2 separate regions of the Oncorhynchus mykiss genome follow, and region 2 is linked to region 1. Evidence: chromatin contacts called from public Hi-C data. All regions are on one chromosome and are shown on one strand. Each heading gives the region's core, a stretch centred on a gene start, on an enhancer-like site or on the middle of the called end of the contact. The rest is flanking DNA. Distances are from core to core; before and after follow the strand shown. Region 1 holds the start of LOC110530734 (mitochondrial ubiquitin ligase activator of nfkb 1-A). Region 2 holds the start of acsm3 (acyl-coenzyme A synthetase ACSM3, mitochondrial).

The links. A called contact is a pair of places that touch in the nucleus more often than the background predicts.
Region 2: a contact with region 1 is called in a Hi-C map of liver, with 5 times the contacts expected there. The contact joins the promoter of acsm3 here to the promoter of LOC110530734 in region 1. A contact is called at or near these places in 2 of 3 Hi-C or Micro-C datasets (blood and liver).

What each region holds. Positions count from the first base shown.
Region 1 is chr8:80,030,768-80,038,647 of USDA_OmykA_1.1, forward strand. LOC110530734 (mitochondrial ubiquitin ligase activator of nfkb 1-A) reads left to right here and starts at 2,857. Exons shown (of 6, transcript XM_021613989.2): 1 at 2,857-3,020; 2 at 4,029-4,214; 3 at 4,536-4,623; 4 at 4,803-4,923; 5 at 5,123-5,354; 6 at 5,544-6,186. The coding sequence starts at 4,098. The coding sequence ends at 6,041. LOC110530733 (dol-P-Man:Man(5)GlcNAc(2)-PP-Dol alpha-1,3-mannosyltransferase) reads right to left here and starts at 2,930. Exons shown (of 9, transcript XM_021613986.2): 1 at 2,591-2,930; 2 at 2,007-2,106; 3 at 1,664-1,811; 4 at 1,120-1,280; 5 at 646-766. The coding sequence starts at 2,774.
Region 2 is chr8:80,309,608-80,317,487 of USDA_OmykA_1.1, forward strand. It overlaps acsm3 (acyl-coenzyme A synthetase ACSM3, mitochondrial), which reads left to right and starts at 2,918. Exons shown (of 13, transcript XM_036986428.1): 1 at 2,918-3,018; 2 at 3,443-3,623; 3 at 3,930-4,136; 4 at 4,618-4,828; 5 at 5,586-5,793; 6 at 7,228-7,371; 7 at 7,741-7,880. The coding sequence starts at 3,930. ece2a (EEF1A lysine methyltransferase 4) reads right to left here and starts at 2,943. Exons shown (of 4, transcript XM_036986429.1): 1 at 2,779-2,943; 2 at 2,254-2,453. The coding sequence starts at 2,413.

The DNA of each region.
Region 1 (7,880 bases), core at 1,607-4,106:
CAGCAAAGGCATACACTCGTAAATATGTCAATTGCAATTTATTTTCAAATAAGCGGCTGTTCATGTTAGAAGTATTAGCATTTCATGAGCGTAGTTCTCCACTGTATTACAGTGAATCCTCTGAGTTTCCCACTCTCGAACTGACCCCACCCCTTTCCTTTGTCTACCAAGCCGGCATATCAGCTTAGCCCACTAGGGACATTTCTATCATGTCAGTAACCTATGTGTGTGTGTTTATGTAATTCTGTGAGTAAGTTACTTAGTAAATAAATAATTAAGCCAATTTCTATATCGCTGATTCATGATCTGTGTTAGGGTTCGTGCAGATATCCAAGGGTTTGCGACATTCAGGAATGAGACTGATGAGGTAATAATACATGAATAAGTGACTAATAAATAAGGTATTAAAATATCTGAAGAGTTTTATATTTGGGAAATTGACACTCTATAAACAACATTTTCCCATGGTGCCTCAACTTCCTAGTTAATTCCTATTCCGTGATCCGTTGAATTACGGAATAATTACACATAAAAAATTGATTTGATAATATATAGTCTTCACATTTAAAGATAGTCAATTCTACGACATGCATCTGTGTCTAAAATCGAAATGTAACAGTTAAATCAGATGAAGGAGGTCCTAACCTGGATGGCAGCACAGAGAGAGAGCTTGGGTATGGCCCTCATCAGGCCAAACTCAGACAGCAGGAGGAAGAGGAGGCCCGGGGCAAACAGGAGCACATTCATCTTCACAGACACTGCTAAACTGTCCACAACAAAGGGAGAGGAAGTTGTCATTCACCATGTGACGGGACAACGTAGCCATAGATGTTGAGTTGGGCAACTCAGTTCTGCCAATCTGAATTAAGAGGGCTATTGTGTCCCATAGCCTGCATTTAGACAGGCAGCCAAATTCTGATCTTTTGCCCTATTGTTGGCAAAAGAGCTGATCTGACTGTTCAAAAGACCAATTAGTGAAAGAAAGATCAGAATTGGGTTGCCTCTATAAAAAGCAGCCATATTTGCCCACACTGAACTGAACCAAGCTAAACTTGAACTGATCTGATCCAGGTGGAACTAAGCTGAGATAGGCTCCAGTTGTCCAGGGTTCATACTTGCCTGTAGAGGCCACAGCCCAGAGCCCAGCGGCCGTCCAGGAACAGATTGACAGCCCCGAACAACATCATCATGGCTACAGGGTCGTTGAAAAGACGCAGGACAAAGATGGAGTGTATCCGGTAGGAGGCACAGCACACAAAGAAGAATACGTAGGGAGGAACCTGGGCCCAGATTCACAAAACACTTCTTACGCAAAAACTTAAGCTTCTTAAGAAAATAAAAATAAGTTCATAAGATAGTTTGTAAGTGCAATTTTTCAACAATATCTTAAGATTTAAGGATTTTCTAAGAAAATAACTTCAGAATGTTTTGTGAATGAGGATTCTGGAGAGGGCAGACAAACAGACAGGCAGGCATCTAAAGAAAAGTGAATAGCCTTTTACAGTGCAGGATTTTCTCATGCAGAGATTGTCATAGGAAACTGAATATTCCAGTTCAAACTCGTTTAAGTAACATAATTAAGTTGGGACTTGATACTCTAATATTGAGAGAGCAAATTGTAGATAAAGACTGTTCTCTGGGTAACTATTTAGACCTAGCTGACCTTCTGGGTGCGGTGGTAGATCCTGAAGACGAGCAGCAGGGTGAGCAGGTAGAAAACAGCAAACAGGTACTGGGCCAGGCGAATATTCACCCCGTGGTTGGTGATGTAATACAGCGCTGTGAAAGTGTACACAAATCCTGCTGGGTATCTGGAATGGTAGTTTCCGGAAGTCAGTTTCAAGACTGATTTTGTTCAAGTTAAGAAATGTCACACTGCAGGTACACAAACACACACACAGTTGTAATGATTTGTCATGGGGTTCAGTGATGAAGGCCAATCCTGGTCCTGGATCCTGGTTCCTTAACTTATAAAGTGCCAGCACAAATAGGTTAGTGGAACTTACACCAGCGGGCCTGTGCCTCCTTTGAGCTGGGTGTAGTCGTAGGTGCCGTTGATGACTCCCTCTACCTCATCCATATACGCCTGCCAGTCGATCTCTGTGTCTGCATGAGAAGACATTCACCAATGAGTGACAGGTGGCATTTGCAATAACTTGGAAATATGCATTCAACAAACTGGGTTGTGGAAGGTACCTAAAGAATCAGGTGACAGAACAATCAGCAGCAACTAATGTTAGTGCTAAGAAAAAAATAATAAACAAGAGGGAAATTGCAGGAACTGTGTCAAAAGTTCAGTAGACTAGATTAACAAACTACCATTGTTGCTTTCAAATTCCTGGTTGTCTATCTTACACATTCTTGTGCTGGCAACAGAAATTGGCACAACTTTTGAAAACATATTTCATTCATACTAGGCAACATCATCACTAGGAAGGGGACGTAATCACGCTGTGGCTGTAAATTCACTATAACAAGTGGCACTACAGAAGCTAGCTGACAAACACTAGCTGTTAGCTAGCGAGCTACGTTCATTGCAATGCAGGGGCAAGCTAACTAGCTAAACTGCTAGCATGCTACTAGTACTTACATGCAACTTTTTGGATGACCCATATGTTTATTCCGATCTCCAGGAACCACAGAACAGAGGCGACCAGTATTGTGTACTCTGCCTTGAATAAGATCAAATGTTTATCCTGCCATAGTGTACGAAGTGGCGCCCACGCTCTAGACCGTGGACCAGGGGACGACTTTTTCCTCACACCTCCTGCCATTTCGACGCAGCTAGCTAGCTACGTGTCACCACAACTCGACCAAAGACAGTACCAAATATGCTTTTTTTTATGTTAAAAAAAATAAAATAACTGACAATATGTGACAGGACTTATAAGTACCCCGTCACATGATTCAGGAAAGCCTCACCCGAAGATGCATGGTGGCTTCAAGGAAGTGGTACATGTCATATGACCAAAACAAAAATAGCCATTCTTCCGGGGATGATAACTTGAGCGGTTTCAAAGGTAAAAAATGACAATAGTGATTGATTAAGTTCAATTTGATGTATTGACCGTTGCAGAAGAGTGCACAAATACCATTGTCATGTTATGGTCTGACTATTGCGGACATAGACCACATTTATGACTAATCAAATAAGATGTTTTAAAGGTCAATGGCAGGTTTTCCAGCTAACTAAACATTTGCTAACCAACTGTGTAATGTTTATTTCTAGCCTCTCAGTGAGCCAGCCATCAACTTTAATTTGTACTTTTATTATTTATAAGTAGCTAGCTATATTAGATAGCATAATGTCAATGTTCAACGAGATATTTCGTTACATGTAGATCTGTTTCGGCTAACGTTACATCAGAGAAATGGCTTTACTGGGTCATATGTATTTAAACTACCGGTTGTTCTAATTAGTTAGCTTGGCCCAAAATAACATGGTCAACCCTATAATTGTACTAGCTAATCACCTAAGTCAGTAATTGGTATTTGAATTCAAACACTGTCATCATATTACATAAAACATCTAGAAAGAGATAGGTAACGTTACCCCTTTTATATAAAAAAAAAAAGCTAAAAAATGCCACCTACCGATTTTGTAAATCATCAATGAAATAAAACTTTTCAACTTTGTTGTGCTTGTGGGTGAAGGCAGTGAATATGTAAATAGTCATAATTTATCTGACTGAATCAGTGTAATACTAGAATTGTTTGAGATCAAGTTTCTTAGACTGTAAAGTTTGGGTTATATAACCTATCATATGTGAATAACCCAACATTTTGTGACTCTTTGTATTCTGAGTAGCCTAATTCAGTTTACTGTCAAAGTGCTGAACAGAAATAGCAACCAGCCTTGTGCCACTTTGATGTCCTACAGAAAATTATAGACATTTTCAAGCATTTCACTGAAAATCTCAAAGAGAATCCGGCAGCTGCGGATTTAATTGCAGCTTGTCAGAGTGATGCGTGGGCATCTTGCATTCATGCTAAAGTACCTCCTTCATATTACATCACATGTTTGGCAGTCTGTTTCTGTACTGTATCCCTATTACAAGGGAGGTGAGAAGAGACCGTGTGGAGAGTGTGTTGGGGGGATGGAGGAGTTTCCAGTGAGGACGGTGGAGGGGCTGTGTCTAGGCACCAGCTTGGCCATATCAGGCCTCTTCTTCTACATCTACAGGAAAAAGAGGAAATCGGTGGACAAGCTCAATGTTAGTAGCCTGCCCTGTCTCTATTCCTTCAGACTACGGCCTAGATTCAATCCGTATCGCTGAAGATCCACGCAAAAGCACAATCAAAATTTTAAAGGCAATGTTTCAGCGTTTGCAGAGACTGCATTCACGGTAGGCTACACGCTGCATATGTCGGCTCAAAAGGAAATTACCTTTACATTTCAATTGCGCTATAACAAGGATCTTCCGCAATCCGGATTGAATAACATTGTGAACAGAGTGCAAAACCATGATTTTTTTTTAGGAGACATGAGAATTTTCATAGGAATGACAGGCTTTTCTTTTTGCTTGTTGTTTCAGGAGGCACCCCACATTAATTTGGATGGGAAACTGGCAGACCTTTTGAATGTGACACCAGGAAAGTGTCTGCAGTATGTTGTCATCGAAGGTGAAGTTATTTGTGTGAATGGGTAACATTTCTGAATGTATCACTATGATCATATTATTATGATATTGAGTGAAACCTATTCTCTCTCACCTACGTAATTAGTGTAATTAATGGCTCTATCCATTGTGTGTGTGTCTGTGTGTGTCTGTGTGTGTGTGTCTGTGTGTGTGTCTGTATAGGAGCAGTGCAGCCTGTGGGGGAGCCTCTAAGGAGTCAGTACCAGGAAGGCAGCGTAGGGGTAGTGCAGAAACTCATGCTAAGGGAACACAAGCTGGTGTGGAACAGCCTGGCCCACACCTGGTAGAAACACTCTTGACTGACACTCCACATATCATGTGAAAGACTAGTTTAATCTGTATCCTCATTTTTTTATCAACTGTAATATGACAAGGAGCATCTGACATTTAGTCTCAGCAGATATACATCACTAATTATAACCTGTCATATCATATCACCACACAAAACACCTTACTCACTGTGCCCCCCCTTTCCTGTGTAGGATGGACAGTGAGTGCGTGCTGCACCAGAGAGTGAATACTGTGCCCTTCAGCCTGGTGGGGTCGGACCAGGCCAACGTGAGGGTGCTGTGTCCCCTGGAGGCCTCAGAGCTGAAGATGGAGATCCTCCATGAGAAGTTCCACCAGGCCACCTACGGTTTCACCGACATCGTCGGACAGTACCTCAGTGGAGAGAAGCCCAAAGGCCAGCTGGAGACTGAGGAAATGCTCAAGGTGAGATTTAGTTTGGTTTGATCATTTTACCACCGATAAATTACCTGTTACATCTTCAATCCTAAAATTCCACAATAACATCCCAAAACGTTCCATTGTGTTTAGGATGAGGTCACCACTATTGCCCCTGAATAGTGCTCCAAAGAGCATGAATAATCCTGACTAATTTGTGTCTGTCTGTATTTCCAGGTTGGCGCTACTCTTACAGGTGTAGGCGAGCTCATCCTGGACACGGACCGGGTGCTGAAGCTCCGCCCGCCCACCGACGGCTCAGAGTACTTCCTAAGCACAGCAGACTTTGAGACCCTGCGGCTGGAGCAGGAAGACCAGGCGGTGGTCTGGCGGGTCCTGGCCTCTGTGTTCGCCCTGGCCGGGGCCGCCGTCCTCCTCTGGGTGGGCTGCCGCTACTACCGCAGCCTGAGGGTCTGCTGGGAACAGGAACGTCTGAAGAGGGAGTTTGAGACACTGGGCGCCGGGGGGTCTGGGGCTACACAACAGGGGTCTAGGGAGCAGGAGACGCCCCTGGAGAATGACTGTGTGATCTGCCTGACCCAGCTCCGTAGCTGTGTGCTACTGGACTGTGGGCACGTGTGCTGCTGCTACAGCTGCTACCAGGCCCTGCCTCAGCCCATCTGCCCCATATGCCGGCAGGCCATCAACAGAGTGGTGCCCCTCTACCAGGCATGAAGCCCAGCCAGGGAGAACAAATCAAAATCAAATGTTATTTGTCTCATACACATGTTTAGCAGATGTTATTGCGGGTATAGCGAAATGCTTGTGTTCGTAGCTCCAACAGTGCAGCAATATCTAACAATTCACAATAATACACACAAATCTAAAAGTAAAGAATGGAATTAAGGAATATATAAATATTAGGATGAGCAACGTCGGAGTTGCATTGACTAAATACAGTAGAATAGAATACAGTTGAAGTCAGAAGTTTACATACACCTTAGCCAAATACATTAAAACTCTGTTTTTCACAATTCCTGACATTTAATCCTAGTAGAAATTCTCTGTCTTAGGTCTGTTAGGCTCACCACTTTATTTTAAGAATGTGAAGAATTGTTTATTTCAGCCTTTATTTATTTCATCACATTCCCAGTGGGTCAGAAGTTTACATACACTCAATTAGTATTTGTTACCATTGCCTTTAAATTGTTTAACTTGGGTCAAACGTTTCGGGTAACCTTTCACAAGCTTCCCACAATAAGTTGGGTGAATTGTGGCCCATTCCTCCTGACAGAGCTGGTGTAACTGAGTCAGGTTTGTAGGCCTCCTTGCACGCACACGCTTTTTCAGTTCTGCCCACAAATTTGCTAAGGGATTGAGGTCAGGGCCTTGTGATGGCCACTCCAATACCTTGACTTTGTTGTCCTTATCCATTTTGCCACAACTTTGGAAGAATTATTGGCGTCATTGTCCATTTGGAAGACCCATTTGCGACCAAGCTTTAACTTCCTGACTGATGTCTTGAGATGTTGCTTCAATATATCCACATAATTTTCCTGCCTCATGATGCCATCTATTTTGTGAAGTGCACCAGTCCCTCCTGCAGCAAAGCACCCCCACAACATGATGCTGCCACCCCCGTGCTTCATGGTTGGGATGGTGTTCTTCGGCTTGCAAGCCTCCCCCTTTTTCCTCCAAACATAACGATGGTCATTATGGCCAAACAGTTCTATTTTTGTTTCATCAGACCAGAGGACATTTCTCCAAAAACTACGATCGTTGTCCCCATGTGCAGTTACAAACCGTAGTCTGGCTTTTTTTATGGCGGTTTTGGAGCAGAGGCTTCTTCCTTGCTGAGTGGCCTTTCAGGTTGTGTTGATATAGGACTCGTTTTACTGTGGATATAGATACTTTTGTACCTGTTTCCTCCAGAATCTTCCCAAGGGGCTTTGCTGTTGTTCTGGGATTGATTTTCACTTTTCGTACCAAAGTACGTTCATCTCTAGGAGACAGAACGCGTCTCCTTCCTGAGCGGTATGACGGCTGCGTGGTCCCATGGTGTTTATACTTGCGTACTATTGTTTGTACAGATTAATGTGGTACCTTCAGGCATTTGGAAGTTGCTCCCAAGGATGAACCAGACTTGTGGATGTCTACAAAATATTTTCTGAGGCCTTGTCTGATTTCTTTAGATTTTCCCATGATGTCAAGCAAAGAGGCACTAAGTTTGAAGGTAGACATTGAAATACATCCACAGGTACACCTCCAATTGACTCAAATCAGATGCTTTTAAATCCATGACTTAATTTTCGGGAATTTTCCAAGCTGTTTAAATGCACAATCAAATTAGTGTATGTAAACTTCTGACCCACTGGAATTGTGATACAGTGAATTATAAGTGAAATAATCTGTCTGTAAACAATTGTTGGAAAAATGACTTGTGTCATGCACACAGTAGATGTCCTAACCGACTTGCCAAAACTATAGTTTGTTAACAAGAAATTTGTGGAGTGGTTGAAAAACCAATTTTTAATGACTTTAAACTTCTGACTTCAATTGTAGATATGAGATGAG
Region 2 (7,880 bases), core at 1,668-4,167, 280 kb after region 1:
ATCTACAAGACCCTGCTAGGTAAAGTACCCCTTTATCTCAGCTCACCACTATCTGAGCAGCTAACCGATCGCTACAGCTGTACATAGTCCATCGGTAAATAGCCCACCCAATTGACCTACCTCATCCCCATACTGTTTTTATTCATATACTTTTCTGCTCTTTTGCACACCAGTATTTCTACTTGCACATCATCATCTGATCATTTATCACTCCAGTGTTAATCTGCTAAATTGTAATTATTCGCCTACCTCCTCATGCCTTTTGCACACAATGTATATAGAATCATGTAGTAACCAGAAAAGTGTTAAACAAATCAAAATCTATGTTATATTTGAGATTCTTCAAAGTAGACTCTTTTTTTTTCTTTTTTCTACTGTGTTATTGACTTGTTAATTGTTTATTCCATGTGTAACTCTGTGTTGTTGTCCGTTCACACTGCTATGCTTTATCTTGGCCAGGTCACAGTTGTAAATGAGAACTTGTTCTCAACTAGCCTACCTGGTTAAATAAAGGTGAAATAAATTACAAATAAATTTAAAAATGTAAAAAATAGCATCTCCCACCTGTAGCACGCGCTCCAGCAAGTATATCTCTCTGGTCACCCCCAAAACCAATTCTTCCTTTGGCCGCCTCTCCTTCCAGTTCTCTGCTGCCAATGACTGGAACGAACTACAAAAATCTCTGAAACTGGAAACACTTGTCTTCCTCACTAGCTTTAAGCACCAACTGTCAGAGCAGCTCACAGATTACTGCACCTGTACATAGCCCATCTATAATTTAGGCCAAACAACTACCTCTTCCCCTACTGTATTTATTTATTTATTTTGCTCCTTTGCACCCCATTATTTCTACTTTGCACATTCTTCCACTGCAAATCTACCATTCCAGTGTCTTACTTGCTATATTGTATTTACTTCGCCACCATGGCCTTTTTTTGCCTTTACCTCCCTTCTCACCTCATTTGCTCACATTGTATATAGACTTGTTTATACTGTATTATTGACTGTATGTTTGTTTTACTCCATGTGTAACTCTGTGTCGTTGTATGTGTCGAACTGCTTTGCTTTATCTTGGCCAGGTCGCAGTTGTAAATGAGAACTTGTTCTCTACTTGCCTACCTGGTTAAATAAAGGTGAAATAAATATATATATTTTTTTAATGAGCCTGTTTGATCCCAGGGTCAAGTGATAGACGAGAAAAACTACAGGAGAGAATGACAGGAGATTTCCGTGGAGGAGTGCGAGCCTAGTGCCTAGGTCCTGACAACACCGGTCTTACCCCCATCATAGTCCAGGAAGCCCCTGTCGTTCGCTGACACAATTGTTCAGCATTGAACCCTCCACACACACACACACACACTCCCAACCAAGAGTGCTGCTCTGCTGCGCATACATAAACAGGGACCCTACAGTGACTGACAACAGACCACTAGCAACAGCGCCCCCCTAAGCCTCCGCATGGTCACTGCCACTACAGTACAACACTTCAAACCAGGGAAACAATTATATCAGCAAGGTTGGCTTTGGAATCCTCTGCACTGGGATAATAATATTATTCCAGGGCTCTATCAAACCGTTTTTTGAGGGATATTCCGTCAAAATAATGCAACCATGTTTAACACCTTTGTCAACATCAACTAACTGTTAGATTCTATAATATTCCACAAGGAACCGCTTTAACTACTGGGACGAATACAATATCTGCAATGTAGTGGCAAAACAAGTGCTTGGGTAATGTTTGAAGGATAGCTAACAACAGTAATATATACTCTAGCCATGCTGTTTATGACTTACATTCCAATAACGGCAGCGTGGCTAACATTTTGCAATCTGAATGCAAATGTGAAAGTATCCAGATGTGTGCTGAACAGCAAATGTTTGTAGCTCAAATTAATGTATATTAAGCATGCATATCAAGCACTGAATAGGTACAAAACCTAGGTACAAAAATCTCTACAAATGACTTTCAACCGCTTCTGTAGAATGATGTAACCAGGGGCTGAAGAATTTGCAAGGGACGGTATTATAATATTATGACGATACTGAACATGGACATGTTCAAACGTTGTCTTGCAGCGCCATCTTGTGGTCTGCCGCGTTATAAAGCACTGTTTCCCTCTTTCCAAATAAATTACTAAATGATGAGACAAACATTCCATTGATGCAGTAAGGTCTTCACGAATGTAATTTTCACAATGTCCAAGATTTCTTCAGAAATAAAGACAAGTAGGCAAGTAAGGTCAGAACACATACCAAGCACAAGGATGGCATCGTCCTTCATGACGTGACGCTGAAGTAGATGCTGGAACTTGGAGAAGTCTCCGAACCATTCAAACGACTTCTCTGTCTTGTACCTCTCATCCCAGTAGTCCACGTCTTTATACCTGGAGTTACGGTCGGGTAGATACTCCATCCCCACGCTGTCCTTCACTGTACAAGGAATGCAATGATAGCTATACACAATGTATAGAAATTAAAACAGAATTGATGCTTTTCTGTATAAAATGGAACATCAATTATTTTGTCAGTCACCCTTATGTTGTGAATGGCATTGCTGAGTTGATTATAGATCAATGTAATTAACTAGACTGTTGACAGTGTTATGTTATGATGACTGCCACAGGTTGTGGCTGTGCTCGTCTAAACCAACGACAACACCACAACGTGTTTACATACAGTACTGTCTATGATCATCGCTATGTAGCCATAGCCATCTATCTATCTAGCTACGTTTTACGCTGAATGCCCATGTGACATTGTAAACTCTTGTTCGCTTACGTCAGTCAGTTATGTCCTCACTTCATGCAGTTTTCATGAAAATAATTTGAAATGAAATGAAAGGAACATATAGGCTAGCTGTTCATTGGAGCGTTATCCATATTCCACGTGTTGCTCGCAGGAAACAGTCCGTCATACTCTCCGCGCAAAGCATCCTGGGGCAATGATATCCCATCTGATCACATCTGAGGAACCGACGTTACAGTGTAGCGGGATCAGCTGTATCTGCAAATACACCTGGTAAAAGTCTGCGACATTGCCTACTACTGTTGTGACAACGTCTTCACTTTCATTGATGTCCGTCCGTTTGCAATCACATGACATTAACTGTGCAGTTTTCATGTGTGTAAAACGAGGATGAAATTGTTAGGCTACATTGTGACAGATTGGCCCAGTTCGTGGGTGATGATTTAATGTAAGATCCAATGGCAACAGCTCTTCATCTAGTCTGCACGGTAGACTAATATTTTGGACAGAAAAACACGTATTTATTAGGCGCTATAATAACCATAAAGACTATTAATAAGCAATGTTTTTGTGGTGTCATATTACTCTAATTTTGGTCTGAAACATATTAGTGGTTTCCTTTCAATTGTTGTGTAATTAAGTAAACACGTTTTAACTTTTACATGTGCATTTATAACACCACGCCTACTTCCTGCAGATTTTAATAGTTCACCCATTCAGGTCATGGAATGAACAGATCTCTCCCTGTGTCGGAGTTGAGCCCTAGTATTCCTTCCTTTTCACTCGACCCTTTATGGAGACATTTCTTGGGCGCCATTCCTTATTTTCAGCCCGCAGACAGAGCAACATAAACCGCAAACAACACGACGATTTGAGAGGTAGGGTTTGAGAGGGGTTTAAACTTAAGCATGATACTTTCTAAGCGTGATACTTAATGATACCTTAATGTATCAACTGTATACGTTCTGTACAGTGTTCTTCTCTGCTTGTCAACTGTTGCCATAAAAATACTAGTTGCACAATTTGTCTCTACTGAATGGCTTTAATATAACTGGTAAGAATGTCTTCCAAAGTCATTTGCATGATGCATAAAATGAGAGAAAGAGATTGTTCTTGCTCTAAACAGTATTGTTTCTACTGCATCTACAAGTATTTTATTAAGTAGTGTTTTTTTTCCTTTGCAGATGAGGGCCATTGGGAAAGTGTCATTTCAACTGAAGGCACTCAGTATATTCCCAAGTAACTTTAAATGTCAGATCCGTGGACATAGGGTATCTCCTCCTCAAAACTTTACTGGCTATGAGAGTATCAAACAACAATACAGCCCCCAGATACCTGAGTACTTCAACTTTGCAGAAGATGTGCTTGATGTGTGGGCAGAGAAAGAAAAGGTAGAGTATACCTTGTTTATCTAACCTTCAACTTTCATTTCCAGTGCTTGACTTGGATGAAATAGCTTTCAGTACTCGTTTAGGGTGCCAGTACTGTTTATATTTAGGTGCAGGAGCTCCACAATACATTGAGCTAGTATTCTATAAGAGGAACAGGAGCTCAAGCAGAAGAACATTTGAGCTGCCGGTACTCTACTCAGGTGAGCTCCTCCCCAAGTCAAGCACTGTCCGTTGCATATATTATCATGGGGGAATGAAAAAATGGTAACACTTGACTTGAACCCTCTGACTGTGACATAGTTGTTATAACTCGTAATGACGTGTTATGTCAGTGTTATGACAACATCATCATGATGACCGCCTTTAGGTAGCAGGATAGTTGACATATCATTCATATTGGCAGAGGGATATGTTCTACATTAAACTTTACGGTTTCAGATGAACTCAAATGTAAATGTGAAATCACCATGGTTTATTTCAGAAAGGAGAGAAAGGATCTAACCCTGCCTTCTGGTGGGTGAATGACAGAAAGCAGGAGGTGAGGTGGAGTTTTGAGGAGCTGGGCTTCCACTCCAGAAGACTGGCCAATGTTCTGTCAGGTGCCTGTGGTCTCAACCAGCAGGACAGGGTGTTTCTGGTACTACCCAGGGTTCCAGAGTGGTGGCTCGTCAATGTGGCCTGTCTCAGAACCGGTGAGCTAGAAAAGATCTAATCCAGAAATCCAAGACTTCATAATAGAATCAAAATTGCATTGTCTAGACCAGTGATATTGAAACTTTTTCAGCGGGGACCACATTTTTTTCCCCAGAATTTCTGGGGACCCAATTTTTGTCACTAGAAAATCTGGTGATTCACATTTTTATTAGGCGTACCCCCGACGGCTTTGCCTTTGGGAATATCTGCTCTAAGAGAACCAATACGTACATTTATTTACTTACTTAGTACAATTTATTTGTCAAATATATTTTTCAATAACATTTGTATATTGTTCCCATAATATAATCTGTCCTCTTCATTTTTGGATCCCCCCAAAATCAAACTATTTTTTATTTGTCGACCCCACTGAAATCCCCCCGTCGACCCCACTGAAATCCCCCCATCGACCCCACTGAAATCCCCCCGTCGACCACACTGAAATCCCCCCGTCGACCCTGACTTTGAATACCACTCGTCCAGACATAATGCTATCAGATAGCATATGTTTAGTTCAATAAATATGTTTGGGGCAATACAATTGAAATAGTTTTGGAGACAAGCTGCTAAATTAATAAAATAATTCAATATAAATGTGATGCCTAGGGCCGGGTGTACTATCTGACCTCCTGACCTGAACAGGAAAAATGTACAACCTTATTTATTCCAGTGCCTTGTCATTAGCTATGACTAGGGCCGCAAGATTTCCCTTCAGGAAAATCTTATATCCCTGGTGAAGTCCCATGTCCCCCACAGGAACAGTGCTGCTGCCAGGCACCTCTCAGATGACAGCCAGGGACATCCTCCACCGGCTGCAGACCTCTGGGGCCCGCTGTGTCATCACAGACGAGTCCCTGGCCCCCCTGCTCGATGCCGTGGCCTCTCAGTGCTCCAGCCTGCAGCACAAAATACTGGTGTCCCCCACCAAGAGAGAGGGCTGGAAGAACTTTGGAGATCTGGTGAGGTAAAGATAACTTAGGTCAGAAAAAAATTCCAAAGACACTTGTCATAGAAAGGACCATATATTTATATATTTCTTAATTCCATTATTTTACTATGTTTTTTGCCTCACCCGCAATAACATCTCTTAAATATGTGTATGTGACCAATTTGATTTGGATGGGATGGGATCATAATGGCTCCAGTTCACTGTGTCTGATCTATTGGTTTTGTCTGGATGGGATCATAATGGCTCCAGTTCACTGTGTCTGATCTATTGGTTTGGTCTGGATGGGATCATAATGGCTCCAGTTCACTGTGTCTGATCTATTGGTTTGGTCTGGATGGGATCATAATGGCTCCAGTTCACCATGTCTGATCTATTGGTTTGGTCTGGATGGGATCATAATGGCTCCAGTTCACTGTGTGTGATCTATTGGTTTGGTCTGGATGGGATCATAATGGCTCCAGTTCACTGTGTCTGATCTATTGGTTTGGTCTGGATGGGATCATAATGGCTCCAGTTCACTGTGTCTGATCTATTGGTTTGGTCTGGATGGGATCATAATGGCTCCAGTTCACTGTGTCTGATCTATTGGTTTGGTCTGGATGGGATCATAATGGCTCCAGTTCACTGTGTCTGATCTATTGGTTTGGTCTGGATGGGATCATAATGGCTCCAGTTCACTGTGTCTGATCTATTGGTTTGGTCTGGATGGGATCATAATGACTCCAGTTCACTGTGTGTGATCTATTGGTTTGGTCTGGATGGGATCATAAAGGCTCTAGTTCACTGTGTCTGATCTATTGGTTTGGTCTGGATGGGATCACAATGGCTCCAGTTCACTGTGTCTGATCTATTGGTTTGGTCTGGATGGGATCATAATGGCTCCAGTTCACTGTGTCTGATCTATTGGTTTGGTCTGGATGGGATCATAAAGGCTCTAGTTCACTGTGTCTGATCTATTGGTTTGGTCTGGATGGGATCATAATGACTCCAGTTCACTGGGTCTGATCTATTGGTTTGGTCTGGATGGGATCATAATGACTCCAGTTCACTGTGTCTGATCTATTGGTTTGGTCTGGATGGGATCATAATGGCTCCAGTTCACTGTGTCTGATCTATTGGTTTGGTCTGGATGGGATCATAATGACTACAGTTCACTGTGTCTGATCTATTGGTTTGGTCTGGATGGGATCATGATGACTACAGTTCACTGTGTCTGATCTATTGGTTTGGTCTGGATGGGATCACAATGGCTCCAGTTCACTGTGTCTGATCTATTGGTTTGGTCTGGATAGGATCATAATGACTCCAGTTCACTGTGTCTGATCTATTGGTTTGGTCTGGATGGGATCATAATGACTCCAGTTCACTGTGTCTGATCTATTGGTTTGGTCTATCTACATCTTGCTTGTTACTTTCAGCATCTCTGTACTGACCAAACTCTCTCCATAGGAACGCATCCAGCGACCATGAGTGTGTGAAGACTCGCAGTGATGACCCTATGACCATCTTCTTCACCAGTGGGACCACAGGGTCACCTAAGATGACCCAACACAGCCACAGTAGCTATGGGATAGGCCTCACTGTCAACGGAAGGTAGGTCCGCCAACATTAATCTCAGTTAACACAGATGTTTACATAGTCTGTCCACGAGAGATTACTTCAACATAACCACAAACACAACACAACCATAACCATGCCACAACCATAACATAACCATAACCACGACATAATCACAACCACGCCACAACCATAACATAATCACAACCATAACATAACCACGCCACAACCATAACATGGGTTGAACTTAGATTGCACTGACTAATTGCTGTTGTGAAAGCAGCAGCTACTCTTCCTGGGGTCCACACAAAACATGAAGCATGACATAATACCCATTGAACTGAACCCTAATTGGGGTTTATCTCTGTCCTACTCCCTCTCTCCCTCCCTCCTGTCGGTGTGGAGGTACTGGTTGGACCTGACGGAAAGGGATGTCTTGTGGAACACATCTGATACAGGCTGGGCCAAGTCTGCCTGGAGCAGTGTCTATGCCCCCTGGATCCAGGGAGCCTGTGTCTTCATCCACCATATGCCCCGCTTCGACA